2 separate regions of the Hordeum vulgare genome follow, and region 2 is linked to region 1. A link is a contact called in public Hi-C data. All regions are on one chromosome and are shown on one strand. The core of a region is the stretch at or near the end of the contact, and the rest is flanking DNA. Distances in the headings are between cores, read along the strand shown. Region 1 holds the start of LOC123440198. Region 2 holds the start of LOC123444337.

What was found. A called contact is a pair of places that touch in the nucleus more often than the background predicts.
Region 2: a Hi-C map of leaf shows a contact between it and region 1, with 5 times the contacts expected there. The contact joins the promoter of LOC123444337 here to the promoter of LOC123440198 in region 1. A contact is called at or near these places in 5 of 6 Hi-C or Micro-C datasets (leaf, seedling and an unstated tissue) and 1 of 1 datasets of contacts at active chromatin or transcription factors (embryo).

What each region holds. Positions count from the first base shown.
Region 1 is chr3H:471,957,070-471,963,146 of MorexV3_pseudomolecules_assembly, reverse strand. LOC123440198 reads left to right here and starts at 2,496. Exons shown (of 1, transcript XM_045116769.1): 1 at 2,496-3,086. The coding sequence starts at 2,573. The coding sequence ends at 2,887.
Region 2 is chr3H:472,144,004-472,150,080 of MorexV3_pseudomolecules_assembly, reverse strand. It overlaps LOC123444337, which reads right to left and starts at 3,257. Exons shown (of 7, transcript XM_045121024.1): 1 at 2,529-3,257; 2 at 1,985-2,224; 3 at 1,733-1,822; 4 at 1,141-1,290; 5 at 491-615. The coding sequence starts at 3,107.

The DNA of each region.
Region 1 (6,077 bases), core at 1,247-3,746:
CCTGCTGGTCCCCCTGTCTCCGCTACTGCCAGCCTCCTCTTTGTCACTTTGGTGTGGCATCTGCTGCAACGCGATGCATGCGGTCTTTTTGGATGTTGCGATGGGTTTTTGAAAACGGGGCGATGTTGGGATAGTGGATCGGTTGATCTTTCGATGGTGACGGCTTCGACGGTTTCTTCTCTAGGACAAAGGTACGTTAGGACCATGGCCAAGTCAGCTTCAGTTCACAACCAACAACAATTGTCTAGCTCCGACAACAGAGAGGAAGTAGCAGCAACACGTAATTGTTGGAAATATGCCCTAGAGGCAATAATAAATTGGTTATTGTTATATTTCCGTGTTCATGACAATCATTTATTATCCATGCTAGAATTGTATTGATTGGAAACTCAAATACATGTGTGGATACATAGACATCACACTGTCCCTAGTGAGCCTCTAGTTGACTAGCTCGTTGATCAAAGATGGTCAAGGTTTCCTAGCCATAGGCAAGTGTTGTCACTTGATAACGAGATCACATCATTAGGAAAATGATGTGATGGACAAGACCCAAACTATAAACGTAGCATATGATTGTGTCAGTTTATTGCTACTGTTTTTCTGCATGTCAATGTATCTGTTCCTATGACCATGAGATCATGCAACTCCCGAACACTTGAGGAATACCTTGTGTGTATCAAACGTCACAACGTTACTGGGTGATTATAAAGGTGCTCTACAGGTATCTCCAAAGGTGTATGTTGGGTTGGCATGGATCAAGACTGGTATTTGTCACTCCGTGTGACGGGGAGGTATCTCGGGGCCCACTCGGAATACAACATCACAACAAGACTTGCAAGCAATGTGACTAAGGAGTTAGTTACGAGATCTTGTATTACGGAACAAGTAAAGAGACTTGTCGGTAACGAGATTGAACTAGGTATGGAGATACCGGCGTTCGAATCTCGGGCAAGTAACATACCGAAGGACAAAGGGAACAACATACGGGATTAACTGAATCCTTGACATAGAGGTTCAACCGATAGAGATCTTCGTAGAATATGTGGGAGCCAATATGGACATCCAGGTTCCACTATTGGTTATTGACCGGAGAGTGTCTCAGGTCATGTCGGCATAGTTCTCGAACCCACGGGGTCTGCACACTTAAGGTTCGGTGATGTTTCGGTATAGTTGAGTTATATGTGTTGGTGACCGAAGTTTTGTTCGGAGTCCCGGATGAGATCTCGGATATCACAAGGAGTTCCGGAATGGTCCGGAAACGAAGATTGATATATAGGAAGTTGGTATTTGGATTACGGAAGGTTTTCGGGCATTACCGACAGTGTACCGGGAGTGACGAATGGGTTCCGGGGGCCCACTGGGTGGGCCCACCATACCCCAAGGGGTCCACGTGAGTTTATTGGATGCGCAATAAGGCTTAATGGGCTGGCAAGTCATCCAAGGAAAACCCATGAGGAAAAAAGGACGAAAGTCTAAAAGAGGTGGGCAATTTAGGAAGGAGTCCTAATCCAAGTGGGATTGGAGGAGGACTCCTCCCTCCTCCACTTCGGGCCGAGCCAAGGAGGCTCTCCTTAAGCCTCAAGGCTAGCCCCTCCCTCCTATTATATATACTAGAGGGTTTAGGGCTTTTTGAGACACAACTTTCCCACGTGCAACTCTAGCCTATACCACAGAGTTTCACCTCTAGATCGGATTTCTGCGGTGCTTAGGCGAAGCCCTGCAAGAATAAATCACCACCACCACCGGAGCGCCGTTACTCTACCGGGGAACTTATCTACATCCCCGTCTCTCTTGCTGGATCAAGAAGGCAGAGATCGTCATCGAGCTGTACGTGTGTGGAACGCGGAGGTGTCGTCCGTTCGACACTTGATCGGGACGGATCGTGGGACGGTTCGTGGGACGGATCGTGAAGACGTACCACTACATCAGCCGCGTTTATTAACGCTTTCGCTTAGCGATCTACAAGGGTATGTGGATCCAAACTCCCTCTCATAGATGATCATCACCATGATAGGTCTTCGTGTGCGTAGAATTTTTTTTTGTTTCCCATTCAACGTTCCCCAACAGTCGTCGATATGTTTGAGGTGAAGAAGATGATCATCCTTAGGGACCTCAATGTATTTCCCTTATTTTAAAGGGTGTTTGTACTTTTGATTTTCAAAAGTCCTAAGTGTCCAGAAACAAAAAAAAGACGGTGAACTTGCTCTTTTTTTTGAGAAATCACAGGTTTTTGTTTTTTTTTAGGGGAGAATTTACAGCTTTTTCCTTTTTTGAGGAATGGGGAATTCGCAACTATTTTTTTAGGCTATTCACTTTTTTTTTAGGCAATTCACAGCTCGCTCTTTTTCTTTTTTGAGGGAAAATTCACAGCTAAATAAGTCATAGCCAAGCCAATCGTTGGGTACGCCGGCCCAAATGTTGGAAGCCTGGAGGAGAAAAGGCGTCAACTTCATTTTCCCGTCAAAGAGAGGAGAGGCCCACCGTCCGACTCGCGATCTGGAGTCCAAATATCTAGACTGCCGTCCGCCTGTCCGATACTCGACCGCTCCAGACCGTCTCTGTTTCTCACCTCATGGCCAGGGCCAGATCCGCGGCGCTGGTGCTGCTCGCGCTGCTCCTGGTCTGCTCGGGGGCTGCGCCGGTAGCCGCCGCTGCGGCGGGCAAAGGCAAGGGCAAGGCTGCTGCCGGGTCTGGGAGGGCAGAGGCGGGGTGCCGGGATCTGGCCACGCGCGGCAAGTGCTTGGCGATCGGCGGCGGAGGGAGGTGCCGGTGGTGCCGCAGCGAGGCGCTGGACGACATGTGCTTCGGCGCAGCGGAGGCGTGGCGGCTCCCGAAGCAGGTCTTCTCCTGCGACCAGCCCGCCGGCGCCGCGCACGCCAGGAGATAGCGCCGACGCCGCTGCTCTGCTCTGCTCCCGATGCCGTCCCCGGGATGGGAGGGAACATTGTATTCTATACTCGCTTGATGTGGGATTCAACGGGCGTTTGGTCTCGTGTGTTTTACTGTCGTGTTACTCATGTATACGTACTACTACTTGATTTGATTTTATCGAAACGGGGCTGATCGCGGCCGAATTTATCTGCTTCTATTGTTCTCGGGATCGCCCGCCTTCAATCTTCACTCGTTTCGACCGAATGTTTTGTCATCCATTTTCTTGCGTTGCGGTTTCTTTTTGCATTCAGAACCGTCGCAAGGGACATTTTCAGCGAATGTAACGATAAACGACTTGAAGAGCATCAATAAAACAACAGTAAAAACATCTCCAAGATGATGTAAAAAATTGATGCCAAGAGAGAAGTTTTTTGGGAACACATTTTTTTTGCCATAACAGATGATGTAAATATTGAGTAAATAGGTAATTTTTTTATTAAATTAATCAATGAGATAATCACTATCAAAGATTGACTAGATTAATGACATACTGATTACGAAGCATACTAGCATTTACTACACATATAGTAGAGACATCTATGGATATGGTTAGTACTGTTAAGACTAAAATAGACATGAACGGGATAAACGAGTTATACCCTTCGATCGGACAGTTGCCCGTAGCAGCAGCAGTGGCGGCGACAGTTACCTCGTCCGCCTTCTTGTCGGCTTCGGCCTTCTCGAGGGCGATGCGGTCGGCATCGTTGGTGAAGACATGACGATGACGAAGGCGACGAACAGAGGGGAGCAGTCGCGTAGTCGCTCCCCAAAAATCTAATCGCCCCTCTCCCGTACAGGATCCGAAGAGCAGGGATGATTCTAGGGGGGGCAAGGGGGGGCTAGACCCCCCCTAACAAATTGATTTTTCTACTATTATGGTGGTTATTGTAACCAAAAAAAACATTTCATATGAACTTTGCTCCCTTCATAAACAAACTTGCCCCCCCCCCCCTCCTATGTTTGCATGTTGGCTTCGTCCCTGTCGAAGAGGCGGGGTTTCGAAGAACTGCTCTCCCTCGACCGTGTACGCGGTGAATGGGACGGAGACGCTGACGGTAGCAGCAACAAAAGGAAGAGCGCGTGGAGCAGATGTGATCCGTTCGTGACGGCTAGGGTTGGGAGGAGCATCGGTACATATTCTTCGTTCCTGATCGGAAAAAATAAGCGCGTAGGTATGAGGTCGGCTCGGCTCAATCACGCAACCCGCGGCGTGGTGTGACGAGCCGTGGCGTGGAGGGCGACGAAGGAGGAGTGCGGGAGGCCATCTTCTCTTCTCATGCTCGAATAGCATGTGGAAGAGAGATCCTTACAAACAGGTCCAACTCCTTCTCCACTAGCGCTCGCAAGGTGGGACTAAACTTTTCACCACCCCTTATCATTCGAACACCTACATGCATCCTTAGAGATTTTTTTAAATTTTCTTATGGAAGCCCATCTCATATTTCAACGGTAAATTGGGGCCTAAAAAGTTGAAATTGAGAACCATACAAAACATGACGATCCAATGGCAGAGAGGAGCTTGACGAGGACGGAGTTAGTGATGACGGAATCTGATAGCAGGGAAGTTCACATAGAGGAGCTCGATGAGGACCGCCGCAGTAACAACGGAATTAGGGACGACGGCGGGACGGGGCGGAAGACACCGAGGGGTGGGATGGGGCAACCGCGTTGTGAGCTCGGTGGGTTGAAGGCGACGTGGCAGATATCATTGAGGGACGGCAAGATTCACGGTGGCCGATGGGGCGGCGGCGACGGCGGCTGGGCCAGAGCCGAGAGGCCGGGTGAGGCAGCGTGGTGGCGGTGAAAGTTCACACCTGCGGATGGGTTCCTACCACATCAAAAGAATTTTGGGCAGCCGCTAGTGGTGCTGCAAATATACATCACTTTAAGCTAAAATTTGAGACAATAAACAAAAAGTGCATAACCAAACAAATGGACAACAGTGACATATCCATAGCATGTTACGCTATAACATGACCGTTGGATCAAGAAAGGACGGCCCAGATCAAATATAGCAGCAACATAGCACTGTAGATTGCCCACTATTTACAGGATACTCTAGATGCGTGACTATCCATGGGTTTCTATAGCCGGAACCGTTCATTCTCTTTTTTTTCGGGGGTAAGGAAGTTTTTATTGCAATTTGATAGAGTTACAGTCGAGATCCCACAAATCCTCAATACATGATGGAACCGAGCCCAATCATATGGCGGTGGCTCGCTCAGACCGGCTATAATTGGCCAACCGATCGGCAACTCTATTTTGAGTATGACTAATTTTCAGAGGAAAAAACTCCCTACTATCAAAAAGTTCCTTAATCTCTAGAACTAACTCACCATACGCCGAACGTATCAATGCATAATTAGACAAACTTGAAAGAGCTTCGGAAGAGTCCGACTGTAGAACCACTGGATGGTTGGAGTGTTGAATCGCCAACGCCATGCCTTGCATGATTGCATGTAGTTCCGCTTTCAATGGGTCATTACAGTGGAATATGAACCAATATACCGCAAATATAATCAACCCTTCGTTATCTCTGAGAACCATGCCCGCCGCCGCAGAGCCATCGTCCTCCCGGAAGGAGCCATCGACCGAGAGAGCCACCATGTGTGGGGACGGTGCAGGCGAGGGAACCGGAGGTTTCGTCTCCCTGTGAGGAGGCATATCAAGGGCCGAGATAGACATCTTCCCTTTCAAGATTTCCTCATGCGAGTACCTCCCAGCAAGCATGATGAATTTATAGTAGCTATCCAGAAACTCAACCGTGGCACAAACGGGTGGGGTGTCCTTCCCATGGATCCTATCATTGCGCAAATGCCAAATCCGCCATATTAACATGATCATCATATCACGAACTTCATCAGAGGACGTACTCAACAAGTTCATGAACCACTCCTTTCCGTTATCAATGAGAAGGTCATCACCTGTAAGAGGCCACCTCCGTCGCATATTTACCCAAAGAACTCGAGCTTGCAAACATGAAATCAACGCATGGAAGGTTCTCTCCTCTTCTACACCGCACAAAGGCATGTCGATCATGTAGAGAGGTGTCTGTACCACTTGCACTATTGTGTAGGTAGTGTCCCGGTCACCACCTTCCAAGCGGTGATCTTCATTTTCTGACGGACGGCCGACTTCCATACACA
Region 2 (6,077 bases), core at 2,008-4,507, 190 kb before region 1:
CATTTAACAAAATTCCTTAAAAGCCAATACCATCCAGCATCAAAAGAATTTCACATGTTCCGCAAGATTAATGCACGCAAAAAAGAATATAGCATAATTATTCCATGTAGTGAGAAAAATAACAATGACAGATTCCAATCTATGAGAAGTTTAAAACTTTTATCACTAGCAATGGAAGATTCTGATCTGATCTGTCCTAGCTATTCATTTATCAGAAAGTAATGCAATGCTGAGTCAACAAAATAATAGCTTCATAAAAAAACGGAATGCAACAAGGCGTGCTTTAAGCACCAAATCAACACATCTAACATAGTACTCCCTCCGTCCCAAAATAAGTGTCGCAGTTTTAGTACAAAATTTGTACTAACTTAGTACAAAATTTACGTCACTTATTTTGGGACAGAGGGAGTAGTAAACAATGCAAAACTATTGTCATTCACATTCTACTCAATTGATCACAAAAGGCTCCATAATTATCCAAATGAATTACCTGACTTGTATGCTGGGCCTCACCATAAGACCAGATCTTTTATATGCCAAGGCTTGAGTAACTCCAAGTGAAAGAGATTTGTCAGGCCATTGAAACATAGGAGTGAACCTTGTGCCTCGCTTGTTCTTAAATAAAGTAAACAAAAAATAAGAGTAAGGTTGAAAGTTACATAAGGTAAAATTTTGTAATAACTAATATTGAAAAAATGCAATGCGAAAGATTAAAGAGTCACTCTGGTTCTTCTTAAGAAGATGAAAAGATCACTGAAACAGAATAGATCATAAATATTTGCTCCCGTCACAAGAAATAAAACTAGAAAGATAAGACAAATACGGTATGTGCAAATTTATGTGCAGCTCCATGTATGATAAAATTTCACCAGACCACATCTGACATATACATAGTATTTTTGCTAACAAGTCAGCGTATTATCAATTTTAATTATTACAAGAAATTTTCAATCAGACACTGGTCAAATGTAACTTACAACTTTGATCTATATGACTAGCAGTAATTTATTTTCAGAAATAGCAGCAGAACTGGAATCTTCAAGGAGGAAGCTCACAACCCATGGGCATTGACTTGCAGAAAGCAGTAAGTTTTGATGATACTACAAATGACCTTAAGGAAACTAAGTTGGAAACACTAACCTTGCAAGAGAAGCTCATTCTTGTTTCTCCTGGGAATTTCCCATGAGCTTGAAGCAACCCACCAAACAATGGAACAAAACCACTCGCTGTTATCCCTTCTCCAGCAACGTACGTTACTTGCCCATTAGGGAACTGTAGATCCATAAAGGACTGTAACCAAAAAAGTGTTATTCTATTAGATAAAACCAACTTATAACAACAAATATCCAAACTAAGTTGTGCCTGTTAATAATTTTAAAAGCATGGTTACCATTGTGAATGGCCTAGATATTTTATACGACTCCTCACCAATTCTACTGACAACCGAAAAATGCTGGCACACTAGTTGTGCAGAACTATTACTCACTGGTTATCCGGTGGAATAAAGATCCAAATAGGTCAACTGGACAGGCTTTTCTAGCAAATAACAAAGAAACGTTCAATGGCCACTAACCAAAGAACCATGGCAGCATATATGATTCATCCCATTACTATAATGCAAAGAAAGCACATCGGAAAGCACAAACAGTGTCGATTTCAACACATTACATCACAGCATATGAGAATAACTGTACTGCGCAGAAACTTAAATAAACAGCATGCTCATACTTACGCAGGCTACTGGATTAAGACACATCATCGACATCATCAGCCATCTCCTCTGTTTCGACCAAATAGCTGGACAGAGGGAATGCACTCCATTCTGCATATGAAACAAACCTTTTCAGTAAAGATTCAGGATATATAATACAGTAGCATATAACGAAACGAAGAGACCATGAATTCCCATCAAACAAAAGACTATCAAATAATGAATGAATGGGTATAACATATTGGGAGAAGGCAACATAAAGGATATGAGTACCTTGCGATCATAGCCATACCACAGCAGATGTTGCTTTGACAGATGAACAGGCAGTAGGAGTGTAGAGTCTCGAACAAATAGTAAAGGCCCCAACTGAACAAGGTAAAGAGGCGAAGTATCGTTTCCAGAAGTTGAACCACTGCGTGATGCCTCTAGCCTCCACAAGTCTCCACGTGCAACAACAGAACTCTCAATATCGTTGTTCCTGGTGTTGTACGTGGCTGACATATTTACGGTACCCTGAATGTTCATCAAGAGAAGAGCAAAGTGTTATGTTGTGTAATGATGGTACAGGCGGCTTGGCCCTACTAAACAAGCAGGGGCAACAATTCGAGCTCATCAAAATTTTAAGGTTTAGCTTACGTATGCTAGTCACGATTGTAATTTTAATAAGTGACTAAACAACACTTCAGTGATAATCAGATTGTATGTAATTATAAGATTTTAGTACTTTCAACTGGAGTAAAGCCTGAATTAAAGGTTGCTAGATGCAAACGCACTCAAACCCACAATAGAACTAGTAGAGGAAGGGGTTGAATTGTACCTTGGCCTTCTTAAAGTTTCCCAGGGTTCCGATTTCGCAGCCATATCCGTCATCGTCTTCATCCAGGTCGTCCCCGCCTCTGACACCGCTGACGGTCGACGCGGCAGCACTGCCGGTCGCCGCGGCCGCGGCCGCGGCGGCCGCCTCGAGAGGGCACCTGTCGACGGCCCTCTCGGCGGAGACGCCGACGGCCCCGTCGGCGGAAGGCGGCGTCCGCAGCTTGCGGCGGCGGATCTGGGCGCCCTGGAAGGGCACGGGGAGCTGGCGCACGGCGTGCTGCACGGCCCCGCCGACGGAGGTTCCGATCTCGACGCCGGCCTGGCCGAGCCTGCCGCCGATGTCGATGACGGAGGCGACGGCGGCGGTGGGGAAGAAGTCCTTGCCGGCGGCCCCACGCCGCGCGGCGCCGAAGGGCACGACGGGGAGGTCGATCTCGAAGGGCACGAGCTTGTGCGACACGGGCGGCCACGGGAAGTGCGGCGGCGCCTGCAGCAGGCCCGTGAAGCCCTGCGCGAGGCGGTCGGCGATGTCCTGGCCATGCCGCTGCACCCCCTCCCACGCCTCGAAGGAGATCTCCATCCGCGGGGCGCTGGGCTCGGTCGAGGTGGACGATGGAATCGGGTCGGTTGGGCGAGGAGGCGGGGGCGGGGGAGGGGGGGATCGAATGGGGAAAGGGGGAGGGGGAGGAGGGAGGGAGAGGCGGGCGGGCGACGCCGACGCGTTGATAATAATAGTGGGGCTAGTGGTGAGGGTGGGGTGGGGGGATAATGCCTGGGGGGTTGCTTGACCTGGTCGACGTGGATCCACGGGCGCGAGGGGTCACTGGCAGCGATTCGGCCGCGTGGCCCGCGACGCCGCTTCGGCTCACCGCGCCGGAGTGGATAAGAACGGCCGGCGCGCGGCGCCCCGCGACAACCGACGCCGGGGCACGCACGCACGCCGACCTGCTTCGCCGCTCGGTCTCGGTTTCACCTTCGCACTTTCGTTGCGGCGAGACAAGAAAATAAAAACCGTGGATAACAATCTGCTCGTCTCGTTTTGGCTGGCTGGGTCGCGGCTCGGCTAGCGTGTTCGGTTGGGGACTGGGCTTGCGCAAAAATGTTTTTTAAGTAGTACTCCCCAGGTTGGTGCGTACCGTCTCTCCTGAATACTTGCGCAGAAATGTTGGTGCGTACTATCTCCCCTGAATTAGGAGGGCGTGCGCTCGTTGTCTCCGCAGGTTTGGCTGTGCCAGTGACGCCGTGCCGTGTGCTACGACCGCGTACCGGTGGTGTAGTACTAGTTCCTCGTGCCGACGCAGGACGGATCTTCGTTCATGCGTCGCCTTCTTCTCTTAACTAAAAGCACGGGGATCTTGAGAGGACGATCCATAAAAGCGTGCACGACCAGTGGCCAAGACAGAAACAGTTTCAAGGTATGGCGGATGTGGGTAAGGGCATCTCCAACAGTTTGTTGGTTAGCTTGTTAGTAAAATATGTCATGTCATCAGCCAACACCTTAACATACAACTACTCCAATGGGTTGTATCTAGTTTGTCCAATAAGATGTGAGGTAATAAATAAGGTGCTCTCTCATTCTACATTGGAGCTTGTGCAAGGGTGTTGGTTAATTTACATACAACCTTGTTCTCTTTCCTCATTTATTGCAATGACACATCATCAAAAATTCTATGTGTCAAAATTACCAACAACTATCTTACAACCATTGGAGATGCCCTAACAAGGCTTACAACAATACGTAGGATGAAGCTTTCCTAGTGGCCAGCGTGCATATCTATACTACTAATAAACAAGCGAACATATTCTTCCCTAAACTCATCCGAAAACACGTACACAGGACATTCTAGATAAAATACCACCACACGATCCGACCCACCTAATTAGATCTAACCGTTTACATGAAAAATAACCCCCACTGTGTACGCTTAGCAATTTACGTGAGCGGACGAAACTCTGCCATCTCCCACGCACGACTCGAGCATCTCCCACCCGTGCGCAGCGTCTCCCACCCGACCCCCCGCCACGGCCTCGGCGTCGGCTGTCGAGCCCTCGCTCGGACGCCGGCCCCGCACCAGTCGCCGCCGGTCCTCGCGCCCTCCCTCGCTGACGTCGCGGCGGCGGCCGTCTACAGGGCCAAGGCGGAGGAAGCGCGCAGGAACCATGACCGACCGGAGCAGTCCATCGCCCTGAGGAAATGGATCGCCACGGGAGACCCCCAGGCCGTTGAGTGCCGCAAGGAGTGGATCCTGGAAGACATGGAGGCCTTGTGGCTTAGGGACATGGATCCCGACGAGGATACCTCCGACTGGCATGCCTTCGAGGCCATGAAGTTCCGCGAGTTCTGGGAATTCCTCTGGCCCAAATCCTTCGGTGAATTCGAGCAGACAAGTAATAAGCCAAAGCCAAATCCCCTCTCCCTTACTGGATGATCTCCATTGCTGCTGTAAGCATGTTGATTGGTTGACCAAATTTGATATCGGTATGCAACGCGTATCCCATCCATGCTTTACACGGACAATAAGTCGTCAGGTGGTACAGCCCATCCCATAAGAACTCTGCAGGTCTTTTCAGTCAAAGTTGCAGGATTACAAGATGGATTGCGCTGGCCGCTGGAAGTGTTTGGCGTCGTTGCTGCACGAGACTATTTGGATCACAATCACAATATTATCTTTGACCGCAAAAGGGATAACTGCCAAACAATCGACAAGGAGGTCCGCATTCACTTCCATGAACACTATATGGTCTGATCTTTTCAGCTGCTTTATAAAATGTGATGACGTCAATAAACATACCGTCAAATTATATATTTACAACATATATAGAAGTGGAGGAGAAAATAGTTACTTCTTCGTGGGCTTTGCGAAGATGTGAGAGTGAAAAATCAAAGACGGAGAGATGTTTGTTTTTATTTGTACCGTACAAGAGACAATCTGGTGAGGGGCATTGGAAATCAGTATAGACCCGTTGTTATGCATAAATTCAGGTTATCAGGTCATCGCCGCATTGGGACAAGTTGGGCGTGAATCATCAAATCTAATTCTTGGCACTGACTTCACCAAAAGCAATGAATGGTCCGGTAATGTTAGTTTTGTATCACTGTTACGGCAGATGTGTTATTTTATCCATGGTCTTTATCGTTTGATATAATCAATATTCTGCTGAATTTGTAGGTAGGCATTCCTTTGTAGGTTGTATAAATTAATGATGCAAATAATTGTCAGTGATTGGGAAAAACAAGCCCCAGCTGTATTATGCGCAAAGCTATATATTGAGAATGACAATTTTAGAAATATATTGAATTGTTCATTTATTGATTTATTTTACACGAGATTCATATTGGAAATATTAATATTGTCAAGGAAACATAGTTGATTCATCTGGGCCTCTCTAATGGAAGACTCTGATTAAGAATGATAAGTCCAGGTTTCCCCTTAAGTCTGCGGAAGAGCTATTTGGGTGAGTGCATTTTCGTGAGCATTGTGCTTCAAATTTTATGTATATTTTGTATGACCACAAATCAAAATTGGAATAATAGTTCATACTTTAAAAG